Regions from separate parts of the Capra hircus genome. Here region 1 is linked to region 2. The links are chromatin contacts, called in public Hi-C maps. All regions are on one chromosome and are shown on one strand. The core of a region is the stretch at or near the end of the contact, and the rest is flanking DNA. Distances in the headings are between cores, read along the strand shown. Region 1 overlaps MGAT5 (alpha-1,6-mannosylglycoprotein 6-beta-N-acetylglucosaminyltransferase A). Region 2 holds the start of MGAT5 (alpha-1,6-mannosylglycoprotein 6-beta-N-acetylglucosaminyltransferase A).

The links. Hi-C and Micro-C count contacts between places; a contact is called where the count stands out from the background.
Region 1: a contact with region 2 is called in a Hi-C map of blood, with 2.9 times the contacts expected there. The contact joins the enhancer-like site here to the promoter of MGAT5 in region 2. A contact is called at or near these places in 4 of 5 Hi-C or Micro-C datasets (blood and liver).

The regions. Positions count from the first base shown.
Region 1 is chr2:73,156,553-73,163,113 of ARS1.2, reverse strand. The region is part of intron 3 of MGAT5 (alpha-1,6-mannosylglycoprotein 6-beta-N-acetylglucosaminyltransferase A); the gene reads right to left. Among named protein-coding and RNA genes, the nearest start is that of MGAT5, 120 kb to the right of the region's middle. Within about 2 kb of position 2,088, at least 1 of the 5 cell types and tissues checked has an H3K27ac peak or open chromatin away from gene starts, as enhancers often do.
Region 2 is chr2:73,038,130-73,044,333 of ARS1.2, reverse strand. It overlaps MGAT5 (alpha-1,6-mannosylglycoprotein 6-beta-N-acetylglucosaminyltransferase A), which reads right to left and starts at 1,298. Exons shown (of 19, transcript XM_018062092.1): 1 at 914-1,298.

The DNA of each region.
Region 1 (6,561 bases), core at 839-3,338, 120 kb before region 2:
TGAGGAAAGAAAGGGGCAGAAGAGGAAAGAACCTACTTCCTATTGTGCCTCCTAGAAGGCAGCAACAATAGTCACAGCCAGCAGGTATTCACACCTGTCTTACCCACCCTCTCCTGGAAACCAGCTCCCAGTGCATCTAAACAACCATTTCCGGTGATGATGTCAAATCCTTTTGAGAAAGGGCAAGGCATAAAAACATTTTTCAAAGTTACAGTTCTTTTCTTTTTTTCCTTCAACGTTCCGTGTTTTCCCCCCTTCAATCAACATATTGCCTATTTGTGCTCGGCACTGAGGAAACCAAAGACCTGTCTTCTGCCCCCAGGGAACTCCAGTCTGACTGACCTAAGAGGCCTACTTCTCTCAACAAGAGCCTAGTAAGGGCCCATCCTTATTCCTTCTGGCTATCAAAATCAGACATTTACAGCAGGTGGTGAGCCTTAGGGCCGGCAATCTAAAATGAGAAAGCCTAGTGACCACCCCCTCCCCCCCACCATGGTGGTTGTCCCATTGGCATTGTAGAAAGCCTCCAATTTCAACCCCATTTCTGGGACAAAGTAGGTCCTTGTGGAGGGTGACTGCTGCTTTTGTTGCAGGAAAGGGGAGGCACTAGCAAGAGGGATTCTGGGAAGTGGACGGACACACGGTGTCTCCTTTCGAGCTTTCCCGAACTCTTCCGGTTGGTGGTGGCTTATTAGTTCCGTATTCCTTACCAGGATCTCCTGTCATGAATCAGCTCACGCGAATGGTTACTATGGGGCCTGGCCAGGGTGGGCGCTTTCAGTCAGCGTGCTTCCCCTAACACTCTGATGGCACATGCAGTGTCTCTCCACAACGCATTTCCTCCGGAAGGCAGCTTTCAGTTCAGTTTTTAGGTGCCTACACCCACTTTCCCTTACGCTTTTCCAGGGAACCCTAGTCCAGCAAATTCTCAAGGCCTGCAAGCCTTAGTTTCACACCTACAAAGCAGAGAAGAAATGAGGTTGAATAAGTTGATATGACATGAAAATCCAAAGGCTGGGCACAGTCCCAAGCACCTATCAGTGCTCACAAATGTTTGCTTTCCTTCCTTTCAGCTACAAAAACACAGGTGCTACCCTACACACACAAACATATACACACTCACACTCCTTCAGGCCATACGTACCCTCTTCTGCCCAGTATCATGTCACACTGGTAATAACAGTACGAGCACAATGTTCTGAAAGTCAGGTCCCCAAACACAGACATTCATTCAACTTTTACCCAACATCATACTGGGTATGATCAACGTGGGAACCTTGAGGCTCCCACCAACCTCCAAGGAGACTATTCTTACTAGAAAGGATCATGACAACCTTCTGAACAATCCACAGAATATCTAACAAGCAAACAAGCCATTGGGGTCCTAGCAAACAGCATCTCATTATCCTACTGAAGTCAGTATTCTGCCAAGTCCATAGTGACTTTATTTTCTGGCAAAAGCATCTTTATGCTAAGCAAGACTCCCGACATGTCCAGGCGAGGGATCCAATCTATTCAGCTGGCCCTCAACTGTCAAGCACAAGATGGATCATGCCTCCTGCTCTGGAGACCTACTTCCCCACTCCCACCTCCCTCATTCCCTGAGCACCTGAGCTGGTCCCTAGATAAAAACAGTCACAGCAAAAGGAGCAACATAAAAAACGATGCCAAATCTGTCTTCATTAATCACCTTCCTCTGCTGGTGTGAAACTCTCAGGAAAAGAGCCGGAGAATGACTCAGATAACCCGCTTACATAAGGAGACCTGAGTCTCTAACATGCTTCATGTACCAACACTGTTTCCTAACGAGCCTTTAATTTCCCCTCAGGATCTCCATGGTACATTCTTTAGATCATGCAATTGCCTCGACAAACAGAAAAACCTGAACTCCATTCTAGGAAGTAATACTACAATGTGCTTTCAGGTTGTCAGGGGTTTTGAGCTACTTCATCTTCATTTCTCTTCTTTGGAATCCTTCCATCCTGAAAGTGTATTCATGACAACAGGGGAATTTCCCACTCAAAACCTGAAAATCAAGTCTAGTCTCACCAGACCTGGATTTGAACAAGATTCAGACTTCTCCATCTTTTGCCTGCTGACTCCTCTGGGTTGTAAATGCCCACGGTGGGTACTAATCAAGTCAGCTAGACCAAATTAAGCCAGCCTGACTTAGACCTTGTTCCTTATTTTTGCTGATCTCACTGCAACCAACCATACAGTGAGCAGAATGATTACTGAGTACAAGACACCAACTTCACACGCTTCTCCCCTACAGAACAGCTGGGAGATGGTGGGGTCTATTAGAAAAATCAGCCTCTTTGGAAACTTAAAAAAGTATGCCTGCCTAAGGTCACCATCTGAAACTAGTAAGGATTACAAAGTCCGTTATAAGCACCAAACAAAAGCACATAACCAAGTCCTTTGGAATCAAATACAAAGGATGAGATTAAAACCACAACATAATACCACTACACACCCGCCAGAATGGCTAAGGTGAAATGGACAGGAAATAGTGTACTGAGGACACAAGGGAGGTCAGCTCTCACACACTAGTCAAGGTACAAGCTGGTACCACTATTTACGGAAACTGACAGTTTTCTCATATAGCTGAGCGTGCATACTCCCTGTGACCCAGAAATATCACTTCTAAGTATATAGTCAATGTGCAACGTGCCCCTATGTCCACCAAGAGCCATAGACTTGAGTATTTCCAGAAGCACTACTGAGAAGAGCCCCAAACCAGGAATCATCCAGATGCTCATCTGTGGCAGAATGCACCAGTCAATGGCAGCATAGTCACACAATGGAAGACTCTATAGCAATGAAAAGTCCCAAATAGCACACACCGCGCGAGTCCATTCATACAGAGTACACAGAAGCAGACCAAAGCCATCCGTACTGGAGACGATCAGGAGAGTAGTGGGGCAGTGAGTGACCAGAAGGGGTGAGACAAGGTGGTTCTGAACTGCTGGTGATGTTCCGTTTGTCTGTCTGGGTGGTTAGGTGGGTGTGTGCACTTTGTCCAGATCCACCAAGCTGTACACATGTCATGGGTACTTTCCCGCATATATATATATTATATGCCAATTAAAAAGTTAAAAATAAAACCAAGGATGGTGTTTTCCTGGGTAAGTCCCTGCTTGCCTCAGTAACTAGCCAACGCTGGCTGGCCAGTAGGTGGAGCTAAGGTTCTTGCTGACTGCTACTCTGGGACTGGCAACCAACTGGCTTAGGCACTAGCTGGTTTTGTGACCTGGGGCAAACTCTTTTACCCCACTTGCCTAAACTTGTTAATAAGATTGGACAGAACGCTGGCTCAGACTCCTTCGCAGTTCTGATTCTTGAAGATTATAATGTTGCGCTCCTCATCCATTCCTTCACGAGGTGGATAGGAATCACGGGGGAAGGTGGCTGGGGTTTAGGATCCTGCTAGAACCAGAGGGAGCACCTGGAACGGACCCTCTTCATCTTAGAATGCAAGCTTTAAAAGGACAGAGGCCCAAGTCTCACTATCCAGAAGCGTTTGATGTTTCCAAAACCAATCCAATTTCTGATTAGACAAAATGGCACCTCACCATCTGGATCTGCAATTTCAACCCAAGAGCTCAATTTGCTGCTCACCTGTCACTTGCCTCCTTTCCTTTCCTCTAGGAAAAGGAGTCGATAGGGTATAAGCAAAGTGATGCTTTTACACAAGTCAGCAGCAAAGGCCCTCTGAAAATAAAGTGCAAATATTCAAAAGGCTCATCCATATAGGGCTCCTCCAAAGAACAAAACCTATCTCAATGTCAAAGAGAAGACAAGCCAAACATTTTGCTCCTGTGCTGACTTCAGCAAATCAGCCTTCCTCGCCCAGTGAGGCCCAGCACTCAGGCTGGTTCATTTACCCACACCGCTCCCTCTGGAGTCTCAAGGTCTTACTGACATCCTCCCTTGCCCTGGTTTGACACAGCACAACTGAATAATGAAAGGAGTATTTGTGAAGAAGAATGAGAAGATGGTGTGGGCGGGGAGGTGGACAGAACGCAAGAACCAGGGAAATTCAAGTTTTCCCCACAATTTTCCATGTAAAATAAAACTTTTGTTTTGAGGAGGGAAGTTGGAGATGCTCCAAATTTCCAGAGACCTCTGATTCTACATTCTCTCAAAGCTGGACAAGAGGAGGCCAGGAAGCAAGGCGATCATTTCAAGGTGTTTTATGTTGTACAAAGAAGCCAACCCCATATACAACTCCCTTGACCCCCTAAAAGCAAGAGAAAGAGGAAGACAAGTGACTGCTCATGACAGACAATTGCAGGACAGGCCTTGGTCTTTCCACGCACAAGGCCTTCATGCTGGCAGAACAGAGGCCACCCAGCAACACTGCTCTCAAGACCCTGGAGATATCTGACGCTGATCACAACCCAGGGGCCCTTCCCTACTGATTCTCTTTATTATTGCTTTTGTTTCCCCCAGAGGCTGAAAGTAAGACCAAGTGTTATTAAAACAAAGACTATCACACAAAAAGTTTTAAAAAGTTTAAAGCCCAGTTGAGAAAGGTCAAACAGAGTTTTGTTTATTACATTTTTGCTTCACTTGAATATTGAGTTTCATGGTCTGGTGAGGGCCCTGTTTTGACCCTATTTCCATATAAAAGCAACATAACTTTTTCCGTGGCTTTTATTCCCAGTAGGATAAAGATGAAGGTTTGTTGGGCCTTTTTTTTTTTTTTTTGAGGGGGGCAGTGAGGGGAGCAGGATACACATCTCCTGTGTTATCTATATTGTAAATACTACTGTCGGTAACTAAACTCTTTTGCTTGCTGGGACTACCAGCTTGTCCACACCCCAGTGGACAGGAATTCTATTTGCAATGCTTCTAAATAGCTAACCAGCCATCCTCTTAGCTGCTAAAGCTAACAGAAGTCTGGCTGATGACTCTATCTCCCTAGAGCACCAAACCCCCGGGGCAGTCAGCATAGTCTAATACAGGTTTGTTCCCAGTGTCCCACAGGTGCACCCGGAGAGTACACAGAATATCCAAATACAGTTTTGATTCTAGTTGTTCAGTAATTATTTCAACCCGAACACACACCAAATGTGTATCTTTGTATATGTTGTCAGTTAGGAATTAGGATAAGACCAAATTAAAATACATGATAAATTTATTATATATAAACAATACATTCTTATTAAAACAAGAATAAATTTGAAGAAAAAATACGTTAAGTAACTAATACAAGTGGCAATAGGAAGATGGCAGAAACTATGCGTGAAGTTTGGAAAATAGTGATCTGCTTTAAAAGAAAAAAGTCCTGCCAAGATTCAAAGAGCTGCGGTTCTACAGCTGCCTGTCTGTGTCCTTGGGGATCTTCCACCTTCCTTCCCTGGGCAGCCGTTGCTAGAAGAATGACAGCAACGAAGCTGACAGGGTCAGGGCAGAGTGACAAGCACGAAATCTTCTAAAAGAGAACACAAGGCCTTTCTGCCTTCAATTAAGGTGTGGCTACTGTCCAGCTGAGTCTCATGGACCAATATAGTTTTGACACATACACCGAGAGGGTAAGAGAGTGAAAGCTTGAACCTCCGCAGAAGCTCCCTGAGCTGTGGAAAGTCATCCTGCCAAGCCTGCAGGCATGGACCTCCCGAGGTCTGCTTGGTGGTGGGCAGGGGAGAGCAGATGGTGGCACACCAACAATACGTATCACTGAGGCCTGGAGTCTGATCTCAGTGACAGCCATGCCCAAGATTCCCAGGAAGAGAATGTTCCAAAGTCATTCATCACTAGGCTCTCAAGATCACTTTTGAGCCGAGCAGAAGCAAATGACCAGTATCTCTGGTGAGCAACTATCTTTTTTTAACCTGTCAGTCTCATCCTGGGGTTTGCCATGTGCCTTGAGAAAGCAAGCTTGAAGGATGAAACATGAAGGTCTGATTGGCTCAGGGATTGGAAGAGGAGTATAACACCAGGTGGGCAAGTTAGGTTTCCCAGAGAAGACCTATTTTTTCACCTTATATACTATTGTTGATATAACAACATTGTTATATTATAAATAATATAAATAATAGTATTGTTATATACTATTATTGACTGGCAGATTTCTGCGGAAACAAATGCCTGTGGCGTGAATACGTCTCCAGTCAATAATGTGTTAAGTAACTGCCCACCATCCATAATAGGCAGAAAATGCCTGCCTGCCCCCTAAAAAATGCCCCTGTCCTAATCCCCAGAACCTGTGACTATGTTGCCAAGGGGAATTAAAGCTGCACACAAAGCATGCAGGGTGGGGATGGGTGACTTAGGGGAAGCAGATGAAAGGTACGAGCTACCAGTTACAAAAGTCACAGGATGTAATGTACAGCGCAGGGAGTGTAATCAATAGCATGATAACAACTCTGGATGGTACATAATCTATAAAAAATATTGACTCACTATGCTGTGCTCCTGAAACTAATATTTTAGGTCAACTATACTTCAGTTGACCGAGAGTGCCAGGCTGTGACAGTGCAGGAATAGCCGGGAGGAGCTACCCCACGTCTGAGGCCAGGGGCGGCCAGGAGCCTCCCCACGCCCGAGGCTGGG
Region 2 (6,204 bases), core at 49-2,548:
TCGGGAAGCTGGGGGCGACATTCACGCCCCCGTTCTCAGCCGCAGGGACGACCGACGGGAGCAACGCCGGGAGCCGGGCAAAGACGAGGAGGCGAAAGGACCACTGGCGCGCGCCGCGCCCCCAAGTTTGGCAGCCGCGGGCCGGGAGGGGGCCGGGAGGGGGCCTGGGCGGCTCGCGACTAGGCAGGAAGTTCCCAAGGCTGCACTGAGCATGCTCTCGGGGATTGTGTGAGCGGGTGTGGGCTCTGCGCTCCCCGCAGCCTCTCCGGCCAGGCAGCCTCCGGAGCGCGCGGGCGGGATCCGCGGCCCGCGAAGGTCCCTTAATGGTGGGGGGCACCCCCAGGCTTCCCTGGTCCCCTGAACCAGAGCACCCGCCCCCCACATCTCTCCTTCCCAGGAGCCAGGAGCCAGCCTTCCTTCTTTCACTCCCCAGCGGCCGGTGGCTGAGCCCGCCCTGCGCTCCCAGGTCCCGGGGACCCCAGCCCGGCCCACACCCTCAGCGTGACCCCACCAGGCTCCTCCGCGGTCCGAGCGCCCATCTACCATCCCTGGCCGCTCGCCTCCAGTCCGCGCAACTAAAGCCTTCTCCGGACAGTCCCTTGAAAAGCCCACAACCCCCACTTCCCAAGGGCCATGGAGTCCTGCAGTCTCCCCAGGGAAGCGGTTGCCCCGGGCAGGTGGGCGCCTCAAGGCGTATCCCCGGCCGCACTCCCGGGTCTCTCAACCCGGCCAGGGCACCCAGGCTGGCGGCGGGGTAGCGGAGGGCGGAAGACCCCAGACGCGTAACCCACGGTGCAGACTCTTCCCCCACCCCCGCGCCCAGCTCCCCGCGCCCTCCGCGGTCCCTTCTACGTTCATCTCCCCGCGGGGATGGAGAGCTTCGACACGATCGCCCCGACCCACTAGCTCTCACCTCCTTGTTTGAGCAGTAGCAGCAGCCGGGAGTGCCTGCCAGCCGCTGTCCCCGGGGAAGCCCAAGGCGCGGCGGGGCACCGGGTCGCGGCGCCCCGAGCCTGCGGCGCGGCTACCTGGGCTGGATCGCGCCCGGGGCCGCCGCGGCAGCCGCGGGAGCCGCAGGGCCGCCGCTGAGCGGGCCGCGGCAGGGACAGTCTGCAAACTCTCAGCCCTGGCGAGGCCGCGCGCGGCGCGTCCACAGTCGGCCTGGACACTGCAGAGACGTTCCTCCGGGGCTCAGCCGACCAGGGCTGGGGGTCTGTCTGCAATTTCTTCCTTCCCTCCCTTACGGACCCCTCCAAGTTCCCCCTAGCTTCCGAGCTCGCAGCTCTCTAAGGCAGGGATTCCGGCCAGGGACGTTCGGCAAACTCCCCGCCCTCCCCGCGGAGCGCTCAGCCAATTCGGAACGCCCCAGCCTCTCAGGGGCCGTCTGCAAACTCCCAACCCTGTCGGAGAGGACTTCTACCAACCCCTCAGTTCCGCAGCCCAAAGGGGAAAGGAAGCAAGGGAGACACTTTGCTGCCACAAATAATAATCTAGCAAGGTCAGGGGCAAGTATGCAAATACTGATGTGACAGTGCATCCTCCAGAGAGGTGCAGTCCAGGCCACTCGGCACCAGGGACCTTCCTGCAGCAGTGAAGCCCAATGGGGGAAGATCAGGGACTCCACCATCTATAGGTACAGGCTGCTTGAATCGATGCCCTGAGCCTCAATTTCCAACCTTGGGGAACGGGTTACATGAAGCAGTATTAATTTCAACCTGGTTTTTGTGACCTTGAGCAGGCCACCTAACCATCTGAATTCAATTTCTTTATCTACGAACATGATAAATGGCGTTTCTTGAGGTTATTTTGAAGATGAAATAAAATATACCTAAAGTGCTTAGCAATACGTGGCACATAGTAGGTGTTCAATAAATAAATTCCATTTCTCTTACTCCTTCCCACTCCCACCCCCAGGTTTTATGAACACCCTGGACCGCCTAACCGAACGTTGCACTGTTATAAATTCAAAAAGAAATAAAGCATCCCATGCCCTGAAGGCACCACAGAGAACATTGACTGACATGACATATTAAATCCAACCAAGCCCCAGGAGAGAGAACATTGTACATTTACATCGCTAAGTATTATAGATCCTTGTTAAGCAGTATCTGGAATGGAAGGAGAGTGGCCTGGTGAATTACCTAGGGGTGGAAATGACAAGGTTAATAACTCCATCGAGTTCCAAGCCCTTGTCACTGCATCAGGTTACTGTACGAGGGTTTATGTTCAACTTTCCCTTACCCTCCCTGCAGAATTTCTCCACCCGCATTTTACTGTCCCCCTAGGGTCTTCTTTCTTCAACTTAGATCACCCTACTCTGATGCTCACCCTCTTCAGCAAAGGCATTTAAAAACTAAAGATAATGGAGTTCTTAGACCCCAGAAATGACTTAGTCCAAGAGCCTCACATTGTAAGTAAGCTGTCCTGGCCACCCAGCTGGTTAGGGAGGTCTCCTGTCTCCAGAATCTTAGTATCCAAAGAACATACCCTGTAGCCTCTCTTGCACTGAGCTACCCTAGGCACATTAGATCGATCAGTCGTATTTTTAATTCAAGCTGAAGGAAATGACTCTAACACTTCCTGACCAGATGAGCCCCAAATTATCAGCCACTTATATCCTCTGCTGTCAGGAACTGTCTGGATAATGACCGAAAACCACAAGGAAATCTGTATGGGCAGGATGATTCCTCTTAATGAGACCTTTTGGTAAAATCCCAGGAATGTTGGGAGTCACGTTTTTCTCTCAGTCCCTTGAAAGAAAAACATCTCTCCGTCTCTGGACACTGGGAGGGAAATAGAAGGATGGTGACATCTGGTGGTCAGGACTTTCTGTGCTTCGGATGGATGGTACAGATTCTGATCCTAATAAATTCACTTTGAAGCCAAGTTCCTGCGGGTGCTTAATAATTGTACCACCTGGTTGCCTAGTGATTTCTGAAAGACATCAATTATTTGAACTCTGAGGACCCACTGCTATAAAGAATATGACAGATGATTATTATTTCAGGATATTTTTTATACAAAAGGATATGTGTATATAGAGAAATAAAGTATGTTTAGGTGTAATATTCATATGTATATATACCATATGCATTTATATAATATATATTTGTAATACATATATTCTATTTGTATGAATAATATACTTCAATGCTTTTGAGGGAAATTATATTATCTCAATTGTTTTCTTTATAGAGTTAAGGTTGTAACTTATAATAATGATTGCTAAAGAACACCACTTATAGATGTAAAGATGCTTACTAGGATAGAGTTGTATGTTTCATCATGTTCTCTCAAGAGAGAATTGATTACAAGTTTAGAGAGGAAGAAAATAAGACAGTGGTGTTTCAATAGTGAAAGCCCTGGCAGCTGATGGTCAAGCCCAGGCTTACATGATGAACAGTGATTCATTTTCTGCATTTCATCACTTGTGAACAATGGTGTTAGGTTCAAAGAAGAAAATGTTTGAAATTAATTCACAACAATGCAACAGTGTCCGTTGGTGTTACTAAATGTTCCCCATTTCCCATTTCTTTCCATGTTTGTTCCAGGTACCATCCTTTAGATAATTGCTCAAATATAAACTTAGAAACTACAACTCTGTCCATACAGTCAAGTCTATTGTTTCTCAGAATTGCTTATTAAATTCTATGTGAATTATGTTAAGCTTTTTAACAATTTATAGAGTAGATTTTACTATACCCATTTTATAGAAAAAGAAGCCAAGACTGAAAAGTTAGCTAATATACTCACCAGAAGGCACTACTGAGTAGTCAGTCAGGATTAAGTGGAAATTTTTCCTCACCCCAGAGCCTGAATCTTTCTACTATGTTGTGTTGCCCTCCCTCAGGAAGAAATGAAGATCAGAAACCACTCTGAAGGATACACTGAAAACTAAGGAGGAAACCTAAGGTACTACAGATAAACCACATTTCCTGACCTTTTCAAATTGAAAATTATAAGCAACAAAATAACGACTGTACATGTAAACCTTATAAAGCTGAGATTTATGTGATTCTGTCTTTGGAGCAGCTTTCCAAAGTAAAGGAATTTTTTTCCTGCCCAGTACCTGACCTATCTTTAATGGCTTGAGAATTACCCACTATGTAATCCTGAGTGACTCCTAACATTCCCATTAATGATTGTTGTTCCATCACAGGTAATTTTTAACTTTAACTTTTATACTTGTTTATAATTGCTTATAAAGGAAATTTCTGTATTTCGGATCCTATTAGTCTAGTCTGTTGTCACTAAATTGTGTCCGACTCTTGTGACCTCATGGACTGTAACCCGCCAGGCTCCTCTGTCCATGGGATTCTCCAGGCAAAAATACTGGAGTGCGTTGCCATGCCCTCCTCCAGGGGATCTTCGCGACCCAGGAATCAAACCTGGGTCTCCTGCATTGCAGGCCAATTCTTTACTGACAGAGCTACAAGGGAAGCCTCTTGGAAGACAAGTTGGTCCCAGTATGAAGCCCAATCACATTTGAGAATGTCAAACGTTTACAAATTTCATACCTTAAAAATGATAGAGTGTATTTTAAAGATAACCATAATGCTTAAGATGACATTATTTGTAAAAGCAGGGGAGTTAGGTTTCTTCCTATATGATTGTATTGATGGTGCTTCATTAGTTTCCAATTGCAAAAGTAACAAATTACCACAAACTTCGTGGCTTAAAATAATGCAGCCATATTATCTCATACAGTTCTGGAGGTTAGAAGTTCTAAATGAGTATCAAGGGGATAAAATCAAGTGTCACCAGAACTGGTTTCTTCTGGAGGATCTAAGAGAGGATCTATTCCTTGCTGCATCTAGCTTCTAGAGGCTGCAGCATTCTTCAGCTGCTGGCTACATCACTCCAATCTTTGCTTCAGTCATCACATCACTTTCTCACTACCTCCGTCTTATAAGAGCCCTGTGATTATATAGATCACTTGGATAATCCAGGATGATTGTCCCACCCAAAGATGCTTAACAGTCATAGCTGCAAAGTCTCTTTTGCCATATAAGGTAATATTCACAGGCTTCAGAAATTATGTTGTGAACATCTTTGTTGTTGTAGTTGCTCAGTCACTAAGTCATGTCCAGCTGTTTTTTGTCCATGTCCCCTGGACTGCACAAGCCAGGCTTCCTTGTTCTTCACTATTTCTTGGAGTTTGCTCAAACTTGTGTCCTTTGAGTACGTGATGCCATCCAACCATCTCATTCTCTGTCCCTCCCTTCCCCTCATGCCCTCAGTCTTTCCCAGCATCAGGGTCTTTTCCAGTGAGTCAGCTCTTTGCATCAGGTGGCCAAAGTACTGGAGCCTCGGCTTCAGCATCAGTTTTTACAGTGAGTATTCAGGGTTGATTTCCTTTAGGATTGACTGGTTTGATCTCCTTGCTGTCCAAGGGACTCTCAAGAGTCTTCTCCAGTCCTGGAGGATCCTTATTCAGCTCACCAGACTGTCTTCTGGCCCCTAAAGATTTACATCTATCTCACATCAAAATATATCACCCTTTTCCAACATCCTCCAAAGTCTCAACTTATTACAACATCAATGTACAATCTAAAATCTCTTTGCATATTTATCAGTTCGATAGTCCCAAACCACTTTACTAAATCATGGAAATTAAGAATGACTGAGACTGTGGGTATAATCCTGGGCAAAATTCTTTTCTGTCCCTAGACCTGTGAAATTCTAAAACAAATTATCTGATCCCCCAAATAGAATGGTGAGATAGCCATAGGATAATAGTTAGAGACATTCCCACTCAAAAAGGAATAAAATAGAAGAAGCAGCCATTAGTGCTGAGCAATTTTGAAGTCCAACTATGAAAACACTATTTCAAGGCCTGTTTTAATCTTCTGTGGTTCTGCTGTCTAAGCCCAGGAATCCGCTCTCAGTCATGCTTCCTTTTTAAAGAAGAGTAAGACCAGTTTTGACCTGAATAGTTTTATCCATCTGTTTCATGCCTGTGGAATTTTGGGAGTTCAACAGTCTTTTTAGGTTTTGTCCTCTCTCTGTCCCCTTCAGTTCAAGCTGGCAATATTTCTTCTCATATTACAACATCAAAAACCTCATGGGTCTCCCATGCATGTCCCAGAGATGTCTTCCATTAGACAACATGCTTCTCCACATTTTTTTTCTGGATAGGTCTATGAGATGGCTAAAGAGATTGATGGATCACAGGCTTAATTGTTTCAAAGAAACCATTGTGCT